Linked DNA regions of Gossypium hirsutum: region 1 is linked to region 2. Evidence: chromatin contacts called from public Hi-C data. All regions are on one chromosome and are shown on one strand. The core of a region is the stretch at or near the end of the contact, and the rest is flanking DNA. Distances in the headings are between cores, read along the strand shown. Region 1 has its middle 3.2 kb from the start of LOC121206911. Region 2 holds the start of LOC107888472.

Evidence for each region. A called contact is a pair of places that touch in the nucleus more often than the background predicts.
Region 1: a contact with region 2 is called in a Hi-C map of leaf, with 2.1 times the contacts expected there. The contact joins the enhancer-like site here to the promoter of LOC107888472 in region 2. A contact is called at or near these places in 2 of 34 Hi-C or Micro-C datasets (both in leaf).

The regions. Positions count from the first base shown.
Region 1 is chrA09:2,220,815-2,225,981 of Gossypium_hirsutum_v2.1, forward strand. No RefSeq gene overlaps it. Among protein-coding and RNA genes, the nearest start is that of LOC121206911, 3.2 kb to the right of the region's middle. Within about 2 kb of position 1,792, at least 5 of the 9 cell types and tissues checked have an H3K27ac peak or open chromatin away from gene starts, as enhancers often do. A contact at or near this core is called in leaf, where this site is marked.
Region 2 is chrA09:1,773,142-1,778,485 of Gossypium_hirsutum_v2.1, forward strand. LOC107888472 reads right to left here and starts at 2,024. Exons shown (of 8, transcript XM_041077599.1): 1 at 1,736-2,024. The coding sequence starts at 1,810.

The sequences.
Region 1 (5,167 bases), core at 542-3,041, 450 kb after region 2:
ATACAAAAATATTAAAAATTCAAATTGATAAGAAACTTGAATAGGCAAAACCGTAGACCTGCAATTAAAGTGCACCTATTCGATACAAAATTAATAGACAAAACATGTGAAAACGGTTTATAGTTTCAATCAATCAATTTAAAGTAGTTTCAATCAACTCTCCAAAGTCAAAGTCAAAGCCAAAGCCAAAAGCAAAAGCTGTTCCTCCCTATCTTTTATGTTTGGTTGGATGAGCATTTCTTGAAAGTGCTTCTGTAGTGTACAAGTCTTTTTAGCACCCCAATGGAAATCTTAAACCAGTTTTTATTTTTTATTTTTAATTTTTTTCACTCACTTACATTTTAATTTTATTCTTTTCAAAAACCCAAGTTTTTTTTAATAATTTATTTATAAAAATTCAATCTTTTTCTGAAAAAACTAAAAAATAATTTTAGAAAAGAAAAAAAGTTAAGAAAACTAAGAATATAAAATGGAAAAACCCTAGTAATTCTTTTTTAAAACCCAAAGTTTTCTTTTTACTAGGAAAAATTTAAATTAATTCTAAAAACGAAAAAAAAATAAAAGTTATTAAAATGAAAAATTGATTTTTCAGATAAAAACCCATATAATTACTTGTAAAATCTCATAATTTTCTGTTTTACTGAAAAAAGTTAAAATTAATTCTTAAAAATAAAAAGATAAAAGAAATTAAAAGGATAAAATTAAGTTTTTTTATAAAAACCCAAGTTTCTTCCGATAAAAACCTAAGTTATTTCCTACAAAACCTCAAGATTTTCTGAAAAAAATAAAATAAAATCAATTCTAATAAAAAAGGAAAAGAAAAATTAATTTATAAAAATATAAAATAAGTGACCATAATATAAAGTTATTAAAGCTGGGTATCTAAAATTAAAATGGTTGTTAATGATAGTGTCTGATTTACAATTTTTTAAATTTCAGTACTTAAAATGAAAACTTATGATAAACCTATAGTAGTTGGAAGTAGCGGTGAGGTTTTCGATCGAATTGAATGAAAAAATTTTGTGTTAATCGAGTTGACGAATCCTATTTTATCATCCAAACTCGATTTGAATTTTTTTCGAATTGAGTTGAGTGAAATGAAATTCAAGTCGCTCCGAATCGGGTGAAATTATTCGAGTTAAATTAAAAAAAATAAACATATCAAATTAAAATATTGTTATCATATGTATAACTAACTCCATTTTAGAGCATATAAATTTAAAATCATATATATTTAAAAAAATTTTAAATAATAATAATACTTTAATATGATAAACTTAAATCATTAATTTATTTATTTAGTTTCCCAAAATTATTATTTTAGAACAATTTAAAAATTTTAACTTTCTTAATATAGTTTTAAATTTTTTTGAAAAAATAAATTTTTGAATTTTTATAAATATTTTAAATTTTAAAAATTATTTTGAATTCTTGAAAATCATTTATTTATTTTTTTTGTAACTTTTGTTGAGAGAGACTAATTTGCTTGTTTTCAAAATTGACATGAATCAAAGGGTATTTGCACAAATACATTATTTGAATTATTCAAATTCTAAAATTCAACTCAAATTTAAAATTTAAATTAATTATTCGAGTTGACTCAAATAACTCGAAATTTAAATTTTATTTCTATTTTTTCGAAATTTGAGTGAGGATTTAAATGTGCTAGTGGGTTAAAGTTGAGCCAGTCTTACAACAACTCTAGTGGGTCTATAATAAATGGGGTGAAAATGAAGGGTAAGTATTGTGAGTGGTGGGCTTAAAAAAATTTGGAAAGGAATAGTCCGGTTTGTAGTGGGGCAGGCTCAAAAGGATGTTGGGTAGTTACAGCTTCAATCGGGTACGAAGGCTAAGACATCACTAGAACCAAACCATTGATGAAAACTACAATCCTAATCACTGATGTGGCCATTGATGAAAATGAAGCTCAAAAGGATAACATGCAAGCTCTTTTTTCAGCTGACTGTAAGTGTTGATTAGATGAATCCCATAATCTACAAAGAGTTTGGTATTGATATTTTTGCGTTTTTGGAGACACGTATCAGTCCTACAATAATTGATTCGGTCATGTCTCAAATAGAGTGGAAGTGAAAAGATTTGCAGGTGGCATTTGGGTTTTTTGAAAACTTTCGCTTTGTCCATATGGGAGTGAAGGTCACTAACACTGGAAATTTTTCCAAAAAATGGTTTATGAAAAGTGTTTTGTTGCATTGTAAAAATTAAATTTTTTTTTTAAATTCAAAATTTTGTTTTATTAATTATGGTAATAAATTTTATCAAATTTAGCATTTGTATTTTCGAGCTAGGAAGTTTTGACGAATCCTAACTTTCAGTGAATGATCTTCACTGCTATTTGCAAACCATCAATTTCTAAGAAAGTATGCTATTATCTAAAACTGAACATAGAATGAAAACCAAAACTTTCCAATAAGGAAAGTTCACTTTTTCTATAAGAAACCAAAATTGAAATTTAAATCACATGTAATCCCAAAAAATATAATTTATTCTAGACTAAATAATTTTTTTTTTAAATTTCGGCAAAGTATCCACGTATGAACGGTGTGTATTTTTGGCTATCCCATTGTAGGAAGTATCATAATAGTTCTACTAAAACAGAAGAAAAGAAAAAAGAAGAAAAAGAAGAAGAAGATATTTTAGTAGAAAACCCAGAGTCTCCTTAGAACTCTATGTTGTGGGTGGCAAACATTGTGTTCCCACACCTAGTGTGCCATCCAACCAATATTGTATAAGACCTAATGGGTCTTTTATGTATTGGGTATAATTATATATTTAGTTCAATTTTATTTAAATTAAAACAAACTCATATAATTATCCAATCTAATAAACATTTTTTATTCTCAAAATATTATTAATCAAAATTAATTCAATTAATTCATTTTTTCAGCTCAATTTCAATTCCATCAAAGTCATGATGACTTTATCCTACTACAAACAATGAGTAAATAATTTAGTTTTCATGTTTAATAAAACGGCGATGACTAATTTAATTTTTCATATTGAACCCAATTATTTAATTACAATAAAATTAAATGAAAATATAAAGAAATTAAATTCATTTATAAGTTATCTTTTATTTCCTACAAGAAAATTCATTAACTGTGGATAGTAATTCATGAAATTTATTTCTCTTTCGTTGTTTTCATACATTTATCACATTGATTCTAATAAGCAATCCAAACAAATTTGTGTTGAGTTAGTGGAAGAACCGATTGAACATATATAACTAAGTTACAACCCTTCGTCTATTAATTAAGAATTATTTTAGTTATGAAGTTGATTTGCCATAACTTAATATCGTAAATTAGGTTCTTTTTATACTTAAGGAGCTTGTAATTGAGCATTTTTATGCTATTTTCATAGTTTCTAAATTTTATGTTATACTTAATTGAATAAAACAAGCCTTTTTATGATGCTTATCTACCAATTAGGCCAACTCGAGCCTACTGAAGTTCTAACAAGTTGATATAGTGGTGCAAGACACAATTTGAACCAATTAGCAAAGGAGTTATGGGATGCCTAGAATGTTGCAACATTGAAGTTGCACACACACTTAGAAGAATTTTCGAGCAACATCAATAATGCCAGTAGACTGTGGCTAAGGTCGCAACATTCGATAGATGAAGTCGCGACATCCACGACAATAGCCAAAGATGGAAGTCAATCACAAGGTTGCAACAAAGTCGCGACATTTAGAAGAAAAGTAGCAACAACCAAGACCCTCTTCAAATACTCGAGCAAACTGCTTGGAATGTCATGACATTGGACCTGTGATGTCACAAAATTGAGGCTCGACTGATTTAAAATCTGCAAGGGTGTTTCTATCCGCATAATCAACTTTATACTCATAATTTAGGGCAGAGTCATCCCAATTAGGTCAAAGATCATTAGTTCTATAAATGGGAACTAAAAAACACAATTAAGGGAGGGTTTTTTACGATTCATATTAGCTTAGTAGATAGTTTGTAGGATTTACTTTAAAACTTTGTTATTTCAATTTTCGTTCTCTGGTAAATTAAGTTTTTATAATTTTGTTCTTTATTTTTTTCATATTTACTTTTCATACTTCGTTTGTTGCGGATTCATAAATCGTAAGAGTGATTGAACATTTCTGTTGAAAGAATTTTGGTTGCTGTTCAACACGATCTCCATAATTAGAAGTCTTTGGATTACTAAGCATATTTAAACCATGTTCTTTCTTATCATTAACTTCATTAATGCTTTAAAAAATAAATGGGTTTGGGATAATTAGAATGGGTTGTAACTAAAACCTTAGGGAAGTTGGTTAATTGATGTGGGAATAGTTAATCTAACTTAGGGTTTATACAGATTCATTGGATTAAATTGGATCAACTTAAAAAACTAGAATTGATGACTCTAGGTAGAAATTTAGGGAAATGAGACCGAAAAGAGATTTTACTCGAAACCAATTCAATTGTCCCTTTTCGATCCATTAGGTCGAAATATAAGTAGACTAAATTGCAAGATTGGTAAGATTATAGGCTGAAAGGTATTAATTGAACTAATTAAGAAATAATCAATAAAAATCACTAAGTCTAGATTAATTACAAACATTGAATTTGTCAACTCCTGTTTGTCATTCTTAATAAATTTTTTTTTCCATTTTTACTATTTTTTCAATTAGATCCATTCAAGTAGTAGTTAGTTTTACACTCTCAATTTATGTTTAGTCATACTATAATAATTAGGGAAGTAGCTAGTTAGACTTAACTTTGCATGTTCGTTGTTACTGTTTAATTCAAATTTATTCATACCTCCTTTCAGTACGATCCTCGGAATACTTTCGTATTTTGCTGTAAATCTAAAACTATATTACAATTTGACCTATATACTTGTAGTAAAATGCAATTCCATATATGTTATTTGAATTATTTACATAGCTTCGGTGCATACGCATCAGCGTGGTCAAGTTATCAACGTCGTTGTCAATGAGGTTTTGGTGCTTAAAATTGATTTAGTAGTAGTCAGTGCATGCTTAGTCAGTGCATGCTTAGTAAGATAAGTAGGTCTTGGTTGTGCATTGTATGACTCAAAGTAGGAACGAGATGATTCTGCCCGATCTTGAACCTGAAAGAACACCACACAACACTAGAAAGAGAATAATTCCGAGGGAAGAGCCACTACACAT
Region 2 (5,344 bases), core at 774-3,273:
ATTGCGGTCATCGCAGGTGTCGCGGTCGTGAATTTTTTTAAAATTCGCACAATTTATTGTAAAACATTCCAAGCCTTTTCCACAACTTCACTACTCTCCTTACTCTCTTCAGTAACCAAGGGCTTAACTTGACCACTTAGTTCTCCAATTTTACCGACTATTGCATGGCTTCCACGTTGTTCTTTACACTTGTGCACGTGTAAATCAAACAAACTCCTCTTTGTTCTTCACTTAAATTTTTTTATCAACAAATTCAACGTTTCATTACTTGAAAACACAGAGGAAATACACCCCCAAACTACTTTCTTTCAAAAATATTTCAGGAGAAAGAAAGTGAGTGCAAGTGTGCAACAGTTGTTCTGGTTTCAACAGCAACATGGATATTGCTTCAGCCTACAAGTATATCAGTTCAACTTCATCACTGTCGCTTCATGGCTCATCATGTTCATCCTTGCTTCACTTTTCCTTTGGGGAAATGTTCTCAGGCTTCTCGGATGTTCAAAGTCTCTCATTTGTTTTTCAGGTGGTCATACAATCGGCATATCCCATTGCCCAGCTGTTTCGCGCCGGTTGTACAATTCCACTGGCCCCCGCAGAATCGACCCAACCATGGACAGCAAGCACGCTGAAAACCTCAAGATCTTAGCTACTACTCACTCTTGCTCAAAAGAAGGGGTGGGCTGTGAACCTAAGCTAATTCTTTTCTCTATTGTACCTGAACGGAATCCCCAACCTTCATCTCATCCTTCAATCTGATGCTGCTTTAACCACTGTAACGGAAAATAACGGGAATAGCGGCCCGTTATTCCCGCAATTGGCCGTTACCCGTTAAATTGCGGCCGCGATCCACCGCTATTGGTGTGACTCCGCTTCATACCGCTATTTTTAGCAATAGCGGTTTCGGACGGCGCCACTACCGCTATATAACGGCCGCTATTCCGATATCGGTCCGCTATTTAAATCCCTGCCTAACATCTAGTTCCAGCAAACATTTAAATCTATGGCTAGTTATTGATAGAACAATTGGTAAATAAAGTGCAAAAATAAACCTAGATCACATTCATTGTATTTGGAAATCATAAAGTACAATTTTTACAATCAATATGAGGGTTGGGCACTTTTCCCGTTAATTTATTATTCGAAAACGATAAACAGTGCTTCCGGCGACATGAAGAAATTCAGAGTTGGTCATATCAACAAAGCAGTGGAAAGGTTTCCAAGCACAACTTTACTCAAATTTTGGGAAATTCTAATAGATTGGGTTTTGTAGGTATTCCAAGCACAAGGAAATAGAAATTCTAATAGAGCTTCATACAACAAATCATCCTCCAACTACTCATTTAAAACCAAAATCCCATAAATTTGTTATTTACTACTCACAACACCAATTATAAATAAACGGAAAGTGGGACAAAATATCAGTAATATTCAAATAAGCTCCTCCGCATCAAGCCTAATCTAAGAATGGCGCACATGAACAAAAATTAAATAGATCAAAATTTTGTTTTTTTGGTTCATCTCATCTATTTTATAATATTATGAAATAAAAAATCAATTGAACAAGGAAACAAAACAAGTTGTAAGCTAAATCCAGTAAAATTTCACCAAAACTAGATCAAACGAAGCTTGATTCCAGTCAATTACAAATATTAAAAAAAATGGCTGGTAACCGGATTGGTGAAAAAAATCACCAGTTAGCAATCTATAATAACAACAATAGTAATAAGTAAAATACCTGAGCATGATTTGAAGGATCTGATGAAGAAGAAGATGCTTCCCTGCGTTGATGTTCAGCAACTGAATTCTCCATCACCTCCTCCCCCTCCTTCAATCCAATGGAAAATAGAAAAATAAAAAGCAAAAAATTGCTTCTGTTAGAATTAAATTTTCAAAAGAGAGAGAGAGAGAGAGAGAGAGAGAAAAAAGTAGAGTGCTTCAGTTAGAAATCAAATTTCTTCCCAGTTTCCTTCTTCTTCACTCCTAAATAGACCGGTCATACTTCCTACAGTTAAAAATAAATATAATAAAATATAATGATTAAATTTATTAGCCATCTTAGTCCAAATTGGTCAGTTCATTTTCAAAAGCCACTTAACCTTCTTTAATAAATAATTCCAAAAGCACATCAGTTTGACGTTACCTTGTCAAGCCAATTCATTGTTTTGTTTTTTCTGTATTAAAATACGAAAAATATAAATATATAATAATATTTTTAATTTAATTAGAATTTTTATAAATTAAATTTAAATAATTAAAAATATAATATGGATGAGAATAGTTTATTTGCTATATATACTCAACTTATTTTCATTCTTTTGCATTCAAATCATATTCTCTCAATCTCTTAATCCTATTAATCTATTCTCTCAACTATCTTATTCTCAATTGTTCATTCAATTTCTCTCAAATTATTGTTGTCTTAATTTTATATTTCATAATTTCTTTAATTTTTATAATTTTAAAAATGTTAATGCCTCTTATTCGTTTGAATGACAAACACATTTTTGGCGTCCAAGGTTAATGGTAAAAAATATTATTAAATTTTTTAATTTTAATTAATATAATTATTAAGTTGTTAACATTATTAATTTTATAAATTTTTTATGTTTATATAATCATACCGAAAATCAGATTATTGGGACGTAGATACACAATTTAAGTGTGAGTGCACCGCGAGTTATTGAGCACTCCTTTCAAGAGATGAAATTCTTGCACATGTCTCATATGTTCGGGGGGACTAAATTGGATAGCATAGTTTAACCAATAATAATGTCCCTACATCATTCCCAATGAGTAGAATGTCATCGACATATAGAACGAGAAAGATCGTCTTTCCATCCCCTAAACGTTTATAAACACAAAGTTCATCTACATTTTGCTCAAATCCAAAAGTCTTAATCACTTGATAAAATCTTTGATTCCATGAGCGGGATGTTTGCTTAAGTCCATATATGGATCTAAGCAGTTTGCAAACTTTATACTCATTTCCTTTAGTTATATATCTGGTGGGTTGCATCATATAGATGCTCTCTTCAAGATAGCCATTCAAAAACGTTGTCTTAACATCCATTTGCTAGATCTTGTAATCGAGTGTCATTGTAATGGATAAAAATATGTAGGTTGACTTGAGCATGGCAACCGGAGAGAATGTTTCTTCATGTTCGATACATTCTTTCCGAGTATAACATTTTCCTACAAGTCTTGCCTTATAAGTTTTCACTTTTTCATTCGTATTTTTTTCTTCTTGTAGATCTATTTACACTCTAATGGTTTTATCCCTTCCGGTAAGTCTACAAGTTCTCACACTGGGTTAGAGTCCATAGAATTCATTTCAACTTTCATAGTTATTTCCCTGAGCTTGGAATCAAGACTCTTCATCACTTCATCACTTCATCACTTCATCATACGTGAGTGGGTCATCATCTTCCTATTTTGTAAACTCAGTGTAAAAACACTTCTGCCTGATTAGAAGAACTCAAGCCTACAAAAGACCCTTCCACTGCACTGAAGCACCTTATGCTGCTAATCGTTTATTGGTCTACTATTAGGATTTGGTTCTGAAATCGTTTCAGTAGAGTTTTATATATTTCCTAAAAGTTCCTTGAGTACCTCTTTACTTTGAGGTTTAAATTCATTTATGTAGCTTTCTTCAAGGAAAGTAGCATAAGTTAATACTATAACAGTTTGCTATTTCGAGTTATAAAACAAACCACCCTTTGTTCCCTTTGAATATCCTATAGACATGCACATTTTGTCTGTAAGTCTAACTTCCTCGCATCTTTATCCAATATGTGGGTCAGGCATCCCTAAATCCTCAAATGGTTTAGACTTGGCTTCTTGTCATGCCATAATTCGTATGGAGTTTTCAATGCTATCTTAGTTGGCACATCATTCATAATATAGCAAGTCATTTGTACTGTAACAACTCATTTTTCAGTGAAATCGAAACAGTGGTTTCGGGACAACAAATCCGATCCAAAAATAAAATTTATTTTTATTTTATTATATGGTCCATGTTATGTTAGAAGTGTCATGTGAAAAGTCTGATAAGAAAATTTTATTGATTATGTGCTTAATCGCGAGAAGGACTAAATCGCATAAAATGCAAAAGTTGAATTCTAGTAATTATAAGGATTAAATAGCTATGAAATTCAAAATTTGAGGTACTTATATGGTAATTATACCATTAAAGAAAAGTATGTAGATATTTTGGTGACTTATCCATGGAAATTTAGAAAAAGGACAAGAACTAAATTGAAATTTGAAAATATTTAATTAATTAAAAAGATGATAAAAGATATCATCTTATTTTTATATCATCTTCAAGCTAAAACACATGTAAACCCTAGGAGAGAGAGAAGAAACTTTCATGGCTTAATTGGGTAAGTTTCCTTGTCCTGTTTTTAGAAATTTTGATATTTTTGAAATCGGGATAGCTTAATATTTCTATTTGGGGGATCAATTTGAAAAGTTATCAAAGTATGAAATTTGGGTCATGGATTTATATGCTGAAAATTAGAAATTTATGGTAGAAAATGAAAGGTTGCTGATAGATAAACAACTTTTACAAAGTGATTTTTGATGAAAACATGGTTTAAGGACTAAAATGTAAAGTTGTTAAAATTGATGAAAAATTCTGAAATTTATAGAAAATATGTGCTGTAACTTTGAAATTTCGGTTAGGCTTGGAATAGGGATTAAATTGCATAAATTTTATTTTCTGAGCCTAGGGACGAAATTAGAATTTATGGAAATATTAAGCGTAAAATGGTAATTTTTCTTAAGATGTAAATTGAGTCCAAATGAATATGAAATGTATGAAATTGATGATTAAAGTTATTTATATAGATCCAAACATTTAGATCGAGGAAAATAAAAGGTTTCAGATTAGTAGATTTTACACGCGACAAGTAGGGGTGTTCATTCGGTTAACCGACCGGTTAATCGACCCGAAATTACTATAACCGAATTAACCGACCTTCCAAAAATTTTAACCGTTAACCGAACCGATTTTTTTTAAAAAAATTTAACCGAACCGAAATTTTTTCGGTTAATAAGGTCGGTTAACCGAATTAACCGAAAATTATGTATTTTTTATTTTTGGTTAAAAATTACCCAAATTACCTGAATTACCCGAATTACCCGAATTAACCGAATTAACCGAATTACCGAAAAATACCCGAATTTTTTTATTTTTTATTTTTAAAATTTAAAAAATTTATAAATTATTAAAGTAAATTGGGTTTTAGACTTTAGTAAATTGGGTTGTCTTTTAGTTTTAGTTTTATTGGATTGGGTAATTGGGTAAACTTTAGTTTTAGTTTTATTGGGTTGGATAATTGAG